2 separate regions of the Rattus norvegicus genome follow, and region 1 is linked to region 2. Evidence: chromatin contacts called from public Hi-C data. All regions are on one chromosome and are shown on one strand. Each heading gives the region's core, a stretch centred on a gene start, on an enhancer-like site or on the middle of the called end of the contact. The rest is flanking DNA. Distances are from core to core; before and after follow the strand shown. Region 1 overlaps Clstn1 (calsyntenin 1). Region 2 holds the start of Lzic (leucine zipper and CTNNBIP1 domain containing).

What was found. A called contact is a pair of places that touch in the nucleus more often than the background predicts.
Region 1: a Hi-C map of Schwann cells shows a contact between it and region 2, with 2.9 times the contacts expected there. The contact joins the enhancer-like site here to the promoter of Lzic in region 2. A contact is called at or near these places in 2 of 12 Hi-C or Micro-C datasets (Schwann cells and mammary epithelial cells).

What each region holds. Positions count from the first base shown.
Region 1 is chr5:165,329,120-165,331,819 of GRCr8, forward strand. All of the region lies in intron 1 of Clstn1 (calsyntenin 1), which reads left to right. Among named protein-coding and RNA genes, the nearest start is that of Clstn1, 16 kb to the left of the region's middle. Within about 2 kb of position 1,407, at least 9 of the 93 cell types and tissues checked have an H3K27ac peak or open chromatin away from gene starts, as enhancers often do. A contact at or near this core is called in Schwann cells, where this site is marked.
Region 2 is chr5:165,210,101-165,212,800 of GRCr8, forward strand. It overlaps Lzic (leucine zipper and CTNNBIP1 domain containing), which reads left to right and starts at 1,259. Exons shown (of 7, transcript NM_001013241.2): 1 at 1,259-1,535. Nmnat1 (nicotinamide nucleotide adenylyltransferase 1) reads right to left here and starts at 1,113. Exons shown (of 5, transcript NM_001037556.2): 1 at 1,074-1,113. It also overlaps the pseudogene LOC134479087.

The DNA.
Region 1 (2,700 bases), core at 157-2,656, 120 kb after region 2:
CTCTGCTTGGTGTTGGGATTTCTGTGTGCTTTCGAGCTACATTACTTTGCTTAGTTTGGTTTGGTTTGGTTGGGACTGGTGTGGGCTGTGTGTCTGCTTCACCACTGGGGTGCCCGAGTGCCTATGGCAAGCCGCTCAGGGGAGGCAGAACACAGTGTGTGTGATAGGGGTCCCAAGCGAGAAACAGCGGGGTCTGGGACAGATGCTGAGATCTGAGCCTCCTGTGAACCCAGATGCTGCTGGTTACCTCGGGGGTTGGGAGCGGGGTCTGTGGGTCCACACCTTCCCTGCACGTCAGGCAGGAAGGGGATGGCTGAGCCTGAGAAGGGATGGAATATGGTTTGGTGCCCAAAGTATGGAGGGTCTGGAAGAGAGAAAGCCTCCATGAGAATTAAGCATGGCCTCACCCAGCCATGGTCCTTGATAAAGGAGCCGCTTCTTGCTTGTTCAAACCGCTTTATTCGTGTTGGATGAGGATGCCTACGTCTGACTCATGGTGAACCAGGGATTAAATACCCTTTGCAGGAAGGAATGCCTTGGAAGGGAAGCTCGCTGGCCGTTAACATGGAGAACTGCATGTTTTTATGCTACAGGACCGAAGGTCTTCTCAGTGGGGCGTCTTGGTTATGTGTTCCGGAGCAGGTAGTTTGCCAGGGAGCTGGCCTCACGCCTACTGTCCTCAATTCTGAGATTTCCTGGGGTTTAGGCTTTGCTCAGCCTTACCAGTTCTTCTGTCTGGTGGCGCTGTCCACTTGCTCCACAGAGGATGACCTTGAACTCACGATCTTCCTACCTTCATCTCTCAAGTACTAGATTGCAGAAGTGTACTGCTTCTGCTTCCACATTTCTTGTCTTTTAAAGTTCTGCTAATTTTTTTTTCCTTTTCTTTTTTTCGGAGCTGGGGACCGAACCCAGGGCCTTGCGCTTGCTAGGCAAACACTCTACCACTGAGCTAAATCCCCAACCCCCTGTTAATTTTTATTTTCTACGCGTGGGTGTTTTCCGTGTGTGCGCATGTGTGCTCGTGTGCAGCAACACATGTAGTGCCCGTGGGGGCCCGAAGAGTGTTGGAGGCTCCTCTAGAACAGGTTGTCAGCACCCCGTGTGTCCTGGAAACCAAACCTGGTTCCCCGCACGAGCAACCAGTGCTCTTCTTCACGGAGCCACCTCTCCAGCGCACTTCTGGGTTCTCTCGGTGGGTGGTGGTTCTGGGGTCCGAACCTCAGAACCTCACTCATGCTCTGGAAACACTTCCATGTCTGGCCTCTGTTCTTGGACTTCAGTTGTTAGCAGTAGCAACAAATTATCACCTTCGTTTACCCTCCCAAGATGGCCCCTTGCAAGCCTGCAGGGCGCCTGCTTTTTCTAAAGCTGTGATGAATGGAGCCTGTGTTTGCTGCCTGCTTTATTTTCCTGAGGAATCTGTTGGGATTTCTCAGCATCAGGCTTTACTTGGGGGACAGTTCCACCCTCGGGACCTGCCCCGTGCCTGTGGGAAAGGCTGTGAACTGCTAACCCCAGGGCGTGGGTTTTGGTGTTACCCTTGATAAGACCAGTGACTTAAGCTTAGATAACATTCTATACGTCTGGGTCCCTGAGCGTACTCCGTCCCAGTCCTCTCTGTCCTCTGTGTGTGTGTGTGTGTGTGTGTGTGTGTGTGTGTGTGAGAGAGAGAGAGAGAGAGAGAGAGAGAGAGAGAAAGAGAGAGAGAGAGAGAGAGCGTTCCTTTACTTGTAAAGCTGCCAGCTTGCCTGCCCACTTAAACAGGCTCTGGAGTCTGGAATTGTATTGCATTAGGATGTTGGGCACTTAAAACCCTTAAGCTTTAAAAGGAAAAAAAAATCTACCAATTTGTCTTAAAAACAACAACAATTAAAAAACAAACAAACAAACAAAACCCTCAGCTACTGAATTGCGATGCTGGAATTCCAGAAGTAAAAGGAACTTCAGAAATCATGTTACTTACACATTTTACCAAAGTGGAAGTGACCACGGCTGATACCTCTGTCAGTGGTTTTTGTAGCTCAGGACTAGCAGATTAGGTTGAATAGTAGAAATGACTTAGAGGTTAAGAATACTGGGGTTAGGGATTTAGCTCAGTGGTAGAGCGCTTGCCTAGCAAGCACAAGGCCCTGGGTTCGGTCCCCAGCTCCGAAAAAAAGAAAAGAAAAGAAAAGAAAAGAAAAAAAAAAAAAGAATACTAACTGACCTTGCTCTAGACCTGGGTTCAGTTTCCAGCACCTACATGGTGTCTCACCTACATGGTGGCTGTAACTCCAGTGTCAGGATATCTGGTTCCCTATGGTCTCCACTGACTCCTGCATGCATGCATACGGTGCATGTAAATTCATGCATGCAAAATAAAATAAAATGTCCTTTAAAGTAAATCGATAGTTCCAGTGAAGTGTAGCTCATTGTTGGAGCGTGTGCCGTGCATATGTAAGGCCCCGGGTTTGATCCCCAGCACGACCCCCGAATATTTCGTATAATTGGTACATTGTATTTATTAACTTCTATGGCATTTACGTGTGTAAACATCTCAGAAACGTGTGCTCGCCCCGTTGGCAAGTGCCTAGGAAGGGTCTGCTGTGGCTTTACTAAGTACTGCTCTCTCTGTGGTGTCTTCAGTGTGAGCCCCAGCCCGCTCGCCCGTCTCCAGGGGAGCCCTCCTCATCAGGGAGCTAAGCTTTACCTTGGAGG
Region 2 (2,700 bases), core at 9-2,508:
CTCACTCTGTAGACCAGTCTGGCCCTGAACTCACAGATATCATCCTGCCTCTGCCTCTATAGTGCCAATGCCCAGTACCCAGCAAACTAATACAGCCCAGGACCACCTGCCAGGAATAGTGTCGCCCAGTGGGCTGGGCCCTCCTCTAACAATTTACAGGACAGCCTTACACAGACATGGCCACAGATCTGGACAATTCTTCAATCAAGGTTTTCCTTTCAGATGACTCTAGGCTATGACAGTTAGCAGTTAAAAGTAATCTATGAACTCTTAGCCCCATCCCCACCCCCACCCCATCTTTAACCTCACAAAGGCATCTCGATAAGCTATAACCTTTCAATCCCTTGTCTCCAAAGTCTCCTGTTAACATTGTAATATCAAGCATAAGCCAACTTTCAAATTCTCAGTCTTTAAAAATTTCAACTTTTAAAAGTTCTGAGTCTCAAAGTCCAAGTCTTTTAGTCATGAGCTCCTGTAAAATACAAAATAAGTTTCAGACTTTCTAATCCCAAATGGGAAAAACCAGAGAATAGGAATGATCCCAACAAAGCAAACCCAGAATCCAACAGTGTAATTCAATATCCGATATTTGGGACTCACGATCTGGGTTCCAAAGAGCTGGCATAGCCCTATCTCCACTCAGTTCCCTGGCAACTCAGTACAGTCCACTCAGCAGCTACTTTCCTAGTTCTCAAAGGCTGTGTGCGCATGCTCTTTCCCAAATTTGGAAATGATTAAGAGGTAAAGTCTGTCTCAATGCCGGCTTTCCCACATTGCCTCTCACTTCCCTTTAAGTTCATGGGCGCCTGCTCTCCAGAAGCCTCTAGACAGGAAAACCCCATGCCACTCCAAAGGGTGAACTGACCTGCATCAAAGTCACTGGAAATTTTACCAACTTTTTGGTTCCAAGAACTAAAGGGCAAGAGTTGACTATGAAGACCTGGCCCCGGGGACCGTTACGAAGGTCTCTATAGGTCCAGCCATTGTGCATTCTCCCTTGCTTGACAAAATACGGGGCGTCGGGCTAACGGTCCCAAAGGTGCGTCTCCTAGGTCCTTGGGTTGGGTGCTTACCAGGCCGTGAAGGCCAAACGGCCCTAGTCCTCCAGGAGACAACCTCGGCCCGGACGCCAGCGCAGGGAACACCGAAGCGGCGCTCTCATTGGTCCCACGAAGCCGGAAGTGCGCGAGTCCAGCGGAAGTGCTCGCTCCATGTGGTCCGCCCGGCCAGGGCGTCAGGTAGGCGGGGCTCCTGGTTCCAAATTCTGGGATCTGTTAGCCGGCGGCCGGCGGGGACGCCATAGCAGAAGGAGGTTGTCCTGTTTCTCATCAGGGAGGACCGAGAAGCGTTTCGCAGGCGTAGGACTCCCCGCCACCTCAGGTGACCACTGGGCCTGCTGGAGCCCGGCCTTGGCGGGACCTGCAGACCGGAGCTTGGAGTTCGTCCGCGAGGAGGAGACTGGCGCCCGAGCGTGGCAGTTTATTTTTGTTCCGGTGGTCCTGGGCCGAGCGCTGCTCCCTTCCGTCCCCGAGAAGGTGTGCTTTCTGCCCTTGCCTGTTCGTGCTTCTGTGACAGTTTTCCTCAAGCCGTGCCCTGAGTGCAGTGTGCTTTGGCCTCACCCAGAGGAAACCTCAGCAAAAGCTACAGGAGGCACAGTCCAGGGATTCTGTGGCCTCTCCTGCACCTTCCTAGGAATGGAGAATGTATTTTAATTACAGTCTGCTTAAAGGGAAGTTTTCTGGACTCAGTAGGCCAAGTTCAGACATAGCAAATAAAACGGTAACAGTTTACCTTGTTCTAGCCAACTCCACCCCTAGGAGGTTTGAAGTTTGAGCCTCCTGTAAACTCTATAACAGCTTCGCTTTCCTCAAATTGATGACACCCAGAGCTCCAACAGTTGGCGATTTGTACAATTTGAGACCCATCAGCTCCGTACACAGTACAGAATACTAGAAGCCCGGTGAGCGTGAATAAATATTTACCACTCCAGATGACAACTGGCCCTTTTCAGCAGTCTCAAAGGAAATGCATCACTTCTGTTCAGTACTAGGTGGTGCCAGTGAGTTAAATCTTTCTGGCCTAAATCTGTAGTGTGTGGTTAAAGGGTTTGTCTTGGTTTTGTTAACAAGTCTCCATATTTCCTTAATTTATTCAGAATAACTTTGCTTTTTGAGACTTTGCGGCTTGGGAGTGTGTCCTGGTAATAGTGCTTATGTAGTACTCTGGTCCTTCCCTTTCCCCCCAAGAAGAGATAGGTAGATTTTCTGTTAAACAGTAATAACTCCCTGTGCAGGGGATTTATCTTAATGGTAGAGTGCTTGCTTAGGAATGAGGTTCTGGATTCAATCCCCTGTTCTGGGGAAAAAAAAAAAAAGTCTGGGCATGTTGGCACATACCTGTAATGCTAGAAATCCTAGATGTAATATATTATTTTCATTTTATATTTTTTTGAAAGTTACTTTTTTAAAAATTTTTTATTTATTTTATGTATATGAGTCACTGTAAGCTGTCTTCAGACACACCAGAAGAGGTTTTGGATTGCATTACAGATGGTTGTGAGCCACCATGTGGTCGCTGGGAATTGAACTCAGGACCTCTGGAAGAGCAGTCAGTGCTCTTAACCACTGAGCCATCTCTCCAGCTCTTCATTTTATATTTTTATAATTTACTTTTTACTTTTTTGGTTTTTCAAGACAGGGT